Regions from separate parts of the Zea mays genome. Here region 1 is linked to region 2. The links are chromatin contacts, called in public Hi-C maps. All regions are on one chromosome and are shown on one strand. Each heading gives the region's core, a stretch centred on a gene start, on an enhancer-like site or on the middle of the called end of the contact. The rest is flanking DNA. Distances are from core to core; before and after follow the strand shown.

Evidence for each region. Hi-C and Micro-C count contacts between places; a contact is called where the count stands out from the background.
Region 1: a contact with region 2 is called in a Hi-C map of ear, with 2.2 times the contacts expected there. The contact joins the promoter of LOC100278854 here to the promoter of LOC107275245 in region 2. A contact is called at or near these places in 3 of 25 Hi-C or Micro-C datasets (ear, leaf mesophyll and tassel).

Annotation. Positions count from the first base shown.
Region 1 is chr8:152,787,451-152,792,070 of Zm-B73-REFERENCE-NAM-5.0, reverse strand. LOC100278854 reads right to left here and starts at 2,555. Exons shown (of 8, transcript NM_001151993.1): 1 at 2,292-2,555; 2 at 739-1,441. The coding sequence starts at 1,419.
Region 2 is chr8:152,356,042-152,360,553 of Zm-B73-REFERENCE-NAM-5.0, reverse strand. LOC107275245 (50S ribosomal protein L7/L12, chloroplastic-like) reads right to left here and starts at 1,922. Exons shown (of 1, transcript NM_001320551.1): 1 at 1,157-1,922. The coding sequence starts at 1,828. The coding sequence ends at 1,277. LOC100191225 (AMSH-like ubiquitin thioesterase 2) reads right to left here. Exons shown (of 9, transcript NM_001136659.1): 9 at 4,000-4,512. The coding sequence ends at 4,416. LOC100280337 reads right to left here and starts at 611. Exons shown (of 1, transcript NM_001320549.1): 1 at 1-611. The coding sequence starts at 483.

The sequences.
Region 1 (4,620 bases), core at 1,306-3,805, 430 kb before region 2:
GCCGCCAGGGGAGGGCGGCGCGTGGACCACCCCTGCAGCGGCACCACGATGTGCATCCCGCCGTCGGCGCGTGGCCGCGACCGCGGGTCGCGTGACGGCTTCCTCTCCGTCCTCGTCGCGCGGCGCAGGCGAGTCCCGCCTGTTGGGGAGCTCGGATGGGGGCGCCGACGACGCGGATCCGGAGGTCGACGACAGCGGAGGCCGGGGCGCCGCGTATGCCGCCTGCAGCGTCGGGCTCGTCGGCGGCTGCGCTGCTGCGGGGCGCGCGAGGGTGAGGCGCTGGGCGCGGTGCAGGAGCTCGTCGGCGCGCCCTGCGGTGGCTTCCTGGCGGCGCCTGGAGGGGAGGCAGCCGGCTGGGGAAGGAGTGGGGGTGCGGCTGGGAGGAGAGAGGCCGCCCCCGGGAGGGAAGGATGAGCCTCCCGGGGGGCGGCGGTTGAGGAGTGGGTGGCGGCTGTAGGTGTGGGAGGTGGCAACTGCGATCTAGAGAAGAAACCCTAACCTAGCCCTCTGATACCATGTAGAAGAGTGAACTATTGGATTGATAGGAGATGGGGTACATATATATATGGACTCAACCCTAACCCTAATGGGCCCTAACCCTAATGGGCTGACAGCCCAACAGTGGTGCCGGCCCACACACTCACACACATAGTCTAACAGATTGTATGCACTCCAAATTCATAGTATCGAATTGCAGAACAGTACATAGCTGATGATTTTTATAGGCATCTTAATTACCTCGTAGAGCAGGTACTTCATCCGGTCGCTTATCAGTTTGCTCTCATCTCTCAGTGCAATTCTGATGGCAGGATGCATCCAGTGAGCGCTATTCAACCATGCATCTATTGAAGGATGGCCTGCGGTGACATGACACCACCAAGTAGGTCCCACAGGGCGCTGCCAGTATGGAGCTGCAAGATCAGCCACGGTGTAATCATCCTCGCTATCACTCATCTCCATCAACTCATTCTCCCAGCTGGAGTCTGACTGAACCCTCAGGACCAGCTCGGCGATCCTATTCCATCCAATAGGCACCCATTTATGATCCAAAATCTCCCCAGCATACAATGGCCTATCTTTGAGCACTGAAGGATCGTTACTGAAATCAGTCTGCTGGGGGTTTTCCAACACAATGCTCTCATCCACTTTCGGCTCAGTGATCTGGTGCCCATTCCTTCTTGAGTGCTTCCTCGTGCACATAGTGGGGCCCTTCTCCTGTATCTGCTCAGTTGCCAGCCATGATTTGTGCTGAACAGGCTTCCTGTGACTCTTGACCAGCTCAAAAGCACAGATGAGCCCATCCGTCCAGAGCTCGCTCCCTGGGATGGGCTCTTTCCCTAGACTGGGCTTGGTAACACCGTCTTGTGTCTTGGGCATGCTGCTGACGTGAGGCGGCTCCTCCTCCTCTGCACCATTCATCTTCCCATCAAATTATATCTACCTGTGAATGGATAAAAGATATTTAAACTCGTTGGAAAATTTAGTGGGTACTGAATACTGATTACTGAATATGACTCATCTCTTCAAACATGGGGCAATCTATTGAGGAACTGGATTCAAAGGTCCAAACTACTGTTCCAGGGACTTCTGGACGAGGTAGCAAGCGTTCATGGAAACAACAGGGCCGTATTATTGTATACTGAACATAGGAAGCCTCAATTCTACCATCTCCTAACGACCCTTATGATGGCAAAACGTAGCAGCCTAGATGAGCGGAATACGAATTAGAAGAGGTGCCATGATTTGTAACGAGAATTCAAGCAAATCATGGCTATATAGCCTGCAGCTAAACGCGGGGATTCAGGAAACGGCGCTGGGGCAAACCTTTCTTGAAGTCGCTGGCAAACCCCGTCCACCGCACGCTACGTTATAAGCAAGCAAGAGTACAGTGAACTAGCTTCGCAGGTTGGAGCAGCAAAAGGAATTTTCAAGGAGGCGGAGGCGGAGGGGTCAGGTGCGGAGGTGGAGGCGGTTACCGGAGCGCGAGAGACGGCGGTGAGGGACCCGGGTCTGAGCGTGGGACATGTAGAGTGGATTGGAGTGGGGTGCTTCCAGAATGGAATCAGATGCAGGTCTCTTTCGTTTTCCCATCGCCGGAAGAAAAATTGGTGGATCCGGTCCCCAACCCAAACTCCCTCCCGTGCATACTAGCAGATTACTGACGCGTGGACTCATTCTTGATCCGACGACCGACGGCCGACAACCGCTTGCTAGGACGTGGGAGTCGAGACGACTAGCTTCAGCTCGTTTCGCGACGAACGGCTCCAGGCATTCGGCTCACGCTCGCTAACCTGCTGCACGCCGCCGCCGCCGCCGTAGGTATCCTCCAAGCCATCGGCGTCACCCCACCGGTGGCGGCTTCAAACGCCGAGGCCGAAGTCAGTGAGCAATATCTCTGGTCTGGACAGCAAGAACGGGAGAACCTGAGCTTGATGCCTTGATCCAGATTCTTTTTTTTTTCGAATCGCCTTGATCCAGATTCACGACTCACGAACAAAGCAGCAACGGCGTAGCCGGCCTCGCGCCCGCGCCATGGAAGCCGAACCCGAAGGCCCAACTCACGGATTAGGGGGGGACAAAGCGGATCAAGCGAAAGTAAGGGCATGTACAGTGGAGAGACACCAAAACGGTTCTCCAATCACAGGAGACAACTAAGAGACTCTATTATACAGTGGAGTGTCTATAAACGTAGTCTATTAATAAATATAGAATTAAATGTATTTGTATAGTATCAGATCGATAGAACAGACGACAAATTCGTACAGTGGGAAGTGAAGCGTCTGTTGCTACTTGGTTTACGAGCCAGAGACGTCTCTTCACGGAGAGACGGCTCTAAGATTTTTTTGTAAATAACCCCCTTAAACACCTTAAGAGCCTCCACATTAAACACCACTGTACATGCCCTAAGAGCAAGTTTGATAAGAATCAACCGCGCTGGTGGTAAATATTTTTACCGCCTACAATTTATGACTTGTTTGCAAGCAAAGGTATTGTACTATACTAGTTTTTTCACACGAGTGAGTGAATAATGGTAATTTATTGGAAAATTTCATTTTAACTTTTCCAAACTATTATTATGGTCTGATTTACCACTTCGAATGTGTTGGCTCTTTTAATTATTAAAATTAGTTGCTTTCCTTCTTTAGGTTAGGGAAGTATAAATAGACTTTGCCAAAAAAAAAGGTTATAGAAATAAATCTTCAAAAAGCTCTCATTTATTTATTTCTTAAAAAAAGAAATTTAAGAATCAAAATATTGTTTAACATTCTAAGGCCTTGTTTGGGACTATTTCAGCTTAACAAAATTTAATGAAGTTAATGAAACAGATTATTAGGAGCTTAAAAAATCTAAAACTGAAGTTGCAAACTTTTAGTAGGTATTTAGATAAGTCATTTTGTTTATTATTTAGATTAGAAAAATTATTAAAACCGTTTAAATTTATATTATACACTAAATATATTTTAGCTTAGAAAAAAATGAAATTATTTCTAGATTTATTCTCTACATTATGTATATAGATTGAAATTATTTGGATCTCATATAGACATCAACTAGGATCCATCTGTTTAGGATTATAATCTATCCAGAACTAAGTGTTAATTTAAAATAAGTTAGATTATATAATATAAATATATTATAATTCCAAATAAGTATCTCTAATTGTTGGAGCGACCCGACCAGCCCCAGGTCAATGATACCTGTCTTCCACCCGAGGAAGGTATACACGAGAGAGAAGGTGGAGCACTGGAGCCGGTATGCAGCAAATTTTGTTCCCGACGGTGGCATTGGAAGTCCTCCAAATTTGGGTAGTCACCTCTCTTGTCGACGTCTAGGCTACGCGTTGGAAGGGTACGGCGTGGGCCAAGAGCGGTGTCAGGGCAGACCATCCTATCCCTTCCTGCTTGCGCCATTGTGCCGCTGCCGCCGACGCCGATCCAGCGGGCGGTGCCCACGACCTCCGTGACGTGGTAGGCTCCCCGTTCACTGCCGGAATCGCGTTCTTTGCCGAGTGTTTAAGACACTCGGCAAAAGCTATTTTACACTCGGCAAAGAACACTCGGCAAAAATTTCATCGGCAAAGGGTTCTTTACAGAGTGTTTTTTTTCGGACACTCGGCAAAGACTTTGCCGAGTGTCAAAAAGCACTCGGCAAATAAAAACACTCGGCAAATTAAGAATCGAAAAAAATTAAAAAAAACAGCAAAACATTTTTTTAAATTCTAGGAACAACTCTCCAATCCTACCTATTACCTTATCCGTTGCCCTATCATTTTTCACTATTATTTTGAATCAAATTTAGATACGTTGCCCTATCATTTTTCACTATTATTTTGAATCAAATTTAGATACTTTGCAAATGGTGAGATTCGAACTCGTAACCTCTCTCTCGCGCATACCCTCCTATACCACTACACTACTACATCAATTATGTCTATATTACGTTTTCATTCCCCATGTACTATAACAAATCGAGAGTAATTTGATTATTTAAGACACTAAATGAGTTCATTTAAAAATGTGACCAACTATAAAGTTGCATAACTTTTTAAGATCTACAAGTTTTATTTTAATAGTTTTTACATCCGAGACCGTTTACAAAATTTGGATTTTAAATTTGAAA
Region 2 (4,512 bases), core at 673-3,172:
CTTCGGCTTCTCTATTTCCACTCCCATCACCTCGCGGGCGAGGATCTTGAGCCCCGCCGTCCTGAGGTGCGGCCGGCCGAGCACGTCGGCCGCGGCATACCTCAGGTCTACAGTGTTATTGACCACAATGTTGCAGTCGCAGCGCAAGCGCTCTACGTCGACGTCGACCACGACGCCGACGAAGCGGTGCTGCGGGCTGGCGAGGAAGGCTTTCAGCGCGGCCGGGACATAGTCGGCCGCGACTATCTGGAAGACCAGACAGCGGTGGCCCACGCAGAGCTGCAGCACGGCCATCCGGTTGCGCGGGCGCCGGCCCTGTCGGCGAATGACGCGCCACTCGGTGTCCAGACCCACGATCAGGGGCTTTCTGGTCTGGCGCACCTCGCGGAGGAAGAGCTTGGTGGCGTCGCCGGAGTTGGTGACGGTAGTTTTGATGATGGTGCCGTCGTCCATGACGACGTCCGTGTCGTACGCGAACGTCATTGCGCCGGCGCCGGCAGGGAGGAGAGGACACGGACGGCTTGCGCGCGCTGTAGTCGTCGTCCCTTGATCACCTTGTCTTGTCGAGAGCCAGCTAGCTAACAATACGTAGATGCAAGTGTTTATTTGATGGAGGCACAGCGTAGATCGGTTTATTATATAGGGTAGGCGCAAGTCCGCAACGCGCAAGGGTCGGGGTATTCTGTTATCTTTCCGAACCGAGGTTGAACAGCTAACGCGACGGCATCGGCATGCAAATAGAGACCAAACGGCTTTTGCACAGACCAACAGAAGGCGTGGGCGCGTGGCCTCAGCCAGACCAGCGTACGACGCGGCGGGGTATTCTGTTTATTAGATACGAGAGAAAACAGTTTTGATCTCTTAGATGCTAAATGTATGGAAACAAATTATAAAAGGAAGAATACACATTAAATGAAAGTATAATCAAATAGAAAACGTTTGTAGTACCTTTCTTACAGACAATTTTTTAGATGACATTTGTAACGAATAATAACGAATACAATGCAACCCACTACAAAGGCTACTAGCAATTGCAAGCAACAGAATAAGGAAAGCAAAATGCCCTATTGTTCACCGTCATGAAGTAATGATAGTGCCAACAAGGCAAATCTACATTACCAGTTTTAAGCATGTCACATTCACACTGAATTCATATCATCAAACAGCAATTCCTTATAAACGACAATGGGGATACACAAAAGATTGGGAGGCAAAGATCAAAGAAAGAAATTTAAAAAAAAAAGAAGAAAAAAAAAAGGAGTCAGTATACCTAGTGTCACACGATAGACACCTTGGCGCCGACCTCCTCGAGCTGCTTCTTGGCATCCTCGGCCTCGTCCTTGCTGACGGCCTCCTTAAGCTTCTTGGGAAGGCCCTCGATAAGGTCCTTGGCCTCCTTGAGCGCGAGGCTGGTGAGCACGCGCACCACCTTGATAGTGGCGATACGCGCGCTGCTGGGCACCTCTTCAATTACTACGTCGAACTCCGTCTTCTCAACGGGGGCCTCCTCCTCGGCCGCGGCCCCGCCGCCCGCCCCAGGCGCTGCGACGACGGCGGCCGGCGCGAAGGCCGCAGCTGTGACGCCGAGCCGCTCCTGGAGGTGGTCAACAAGGTTGCGGGCCTCCTCGAGAGTGAGCCCGGCAATGGTGTCCCCGAGCTCCAAGACCTTGGGGGACTCGGTGGCGGTGGACGCGACGGTGACGGCGCGGCGTCTCCGGCGGCTGTCAGGCACGGGGAAGGAGGACCTCGGGAGCGAGACGGCGGGGCACGGGGAGGTGGAGGGGCGGGAGAGGAGGCTGAAGGCGGAGGAGAGGGTGGTGGAGGCCATGGCTAACTCCTGGGAGCTCGTGCGTCGGGGAGTCGGGAGTGGGGAGTGAGCAGGCAGCAGCGACGGCGTGAGGAGGCCGGCGGATAAGATGAGGCGATGGAGTGCCGTTGTGATAAGATGGGGAGAGGGAGACAGATATACGAAACGAACGGTGTGAGTGGCTAACCCCTGGGCTTTCCTTCTAATTGCAATTGTATCTTCGGATTTATAAAAGCTATCTCAAACAATAGAATAGTTGCATAGTGAGCAGTGTATGAGTGTAGTATTAACATATAAAACTGTGTTTCTCCAACACCTAAACAATACCATCTCAATAAACAATACTTATTCTCCATTACCCGATTAAATTATATATTGAAGGAGAGAGGGTGTATAAATTTACATAACCTCTCTTATATGTATTTTGCCTCTTGTAAAGAGAGTGTACAAATTTACATAGCCCCTCTTCTCACGAGTATTTTGTCCCCTGTGAGATGTATGATCTATTGTAGACACATGCATTATGATATAACGTCGTGCGAGCGATATTTTTGCATTTGCATGACTTTTCACGTGGCGAGATAGACTAAAAGGTGTTTAGTTTATAATTTTTAGTACCTCCATTTTATCTAATTTTACTCTCTACATTATCTCCCTAAATTATCAAATACGAAAATTAAATTAGAGTTTTAGTTTTTATATTTAACCATTTAGGGACTAAAATGAAATAAAATAAAGGGACTAAAAATTAGTCCCTATAAACCAAACACTCTCTAAGGCCTGTTTGGTTTGGAGTAACTAGTCAATTTTAGTTCTGAAAAAACAAATAGGGTTCAAAGTAGAGGTGACTAAACTTTAATTCTTTAGTCATTAAGGGGTAACTAAAAGGGACTAAGGTATGATTTTAACTCCATTGTCCTCCCCACTTTCTATGTGCACCGGGCAACCCCTAATTAATAGGGGTAATATAGTCCTTATTCGCACTAATTAATACTCTTTAGAGCATCTCCAACAAGAGTCTTAAATGGGGTCCTATTTTTCTTGGTCAAAATTTTGAAATATAAGACCCCAACACCAAAACCTGCTCCAGCAGAGGTCATGTTTCACAAAAAATCATCAAACAATTATAGGACCCGATGCCTTAGGTTCTAAACATAGGACCCCTCGTATACTGGAGCACTATCCTCATTTAGTGCAATAATCATAATCTTTTATTTTCTAAATAATATGATTTATTTCCTAATAACATGGTATAGTATTTAACTATTGGAGTTGTTAATGTTTTTTTGGTTCTAAACATTTTAAATTAGGTCCTATTTTAATTTTTAGGACTTAAATATAGGTCCTATTTTAACATGGTACACACTTGACATTTTATAGGCGCATACCCGATGATGCCGTCGATGGAAACTTCTCACCCGCACTCTCCATGGAAGGTTAGTGGATTGAAGGGGGGTGGGTGTCGCCGATGGTGGGGCAAGGCCGGTCGGTGGCAAGGGAGATATAGGGCGAGGTTAGAGGGGGGAGGATTCCCCTTCTCTGGAGAGCGAGAACGCGGATCGAGAGGACTCCCCTTCCATGGAGGCTGGAGCGTCTGATTCTCCTTCCATGGACAGCACAGACGTGGATCGAGAGGGATTGCGACGAAACGAGACAGATTCGGATGGGATTGCGGACGCGGAGTCTGATCGAGAGGACTCCCCTTCCATGGAGGCTGGGGCGTGATCCGAGCGGAGGGCGGAGGACTCGCCATGGAGTGCGCGGACGCGGATGGGATTTTGGGGAGTGGATGGGATTCTGGAGAGCGCGAACACGGATGGGATTCTGGGGCAGCGATCCGGGCGAGAGAGAGCAGGGATTGCGGCGAGAGAGGAAAGTGGGGCGAGGACAGCCGGATTTGCACGCCGAGGAGGAGATCTGTGCTGCGACACGGGAGGGGATCGCGCCGATGGGTGAGGGAGTGGACAGCGACACGGGAGTGGATCGCGCCGATGGAGAGCAGATGGGTGGGGGAGTGGATCGTGCCGATCTAAACCGCACCGAGGAGATCTGCGCCACGCCGAGGAGAACTAGATCGCGGTGGATAGTGCGACGAGGAGACAAGGCAAGGGCGTGCTTCACCAGTTAAGGTATGGACGCCCACAGTAGAGCCATATAAGCCATATAGAATAGTAGAAATAGAGAATTGGTTTAGTAAGGAACTGCCAAATTAATGTATTTCTTCATACTCCAGTCACTGACAATTAGTAAGTAAATTGGCAGTGCCACAGAAACAGTCAAGCGCTATTGCGCTACGTTACAATCACATCCCAGACCAAGTTAATAGTGTGTGTGTGTGTTTTGCCCCAGTTGTATGTTATATACAGTATTACTTAAAATACCAACTCAAAGGCTGGCCGAACAGACAAGATAACCAGTGCTAGTTTTCAGTTACTCCTTTTCTTTGACAAATACCAGCGCAGATGTCAGATAAGTAACATGAGCATCTTGGTTCCGGCTTGGCGCTGTCACTATACCTATCACGCATCGTCAGCAAGCTCTATGGTATATACTTCTGCCAAGAGGGAGCACAAGGGAGCACGTGCTGCCATAGCTTTAGTCCCATTGATCATTGAGCCGAGCGCAGGTCGACAATCTCAAACCGCAAGTTGGGATTGAAGTGCACTTTCGAGCAGGTTTCATAGATTGGGCTGCCGTTGGTTGTC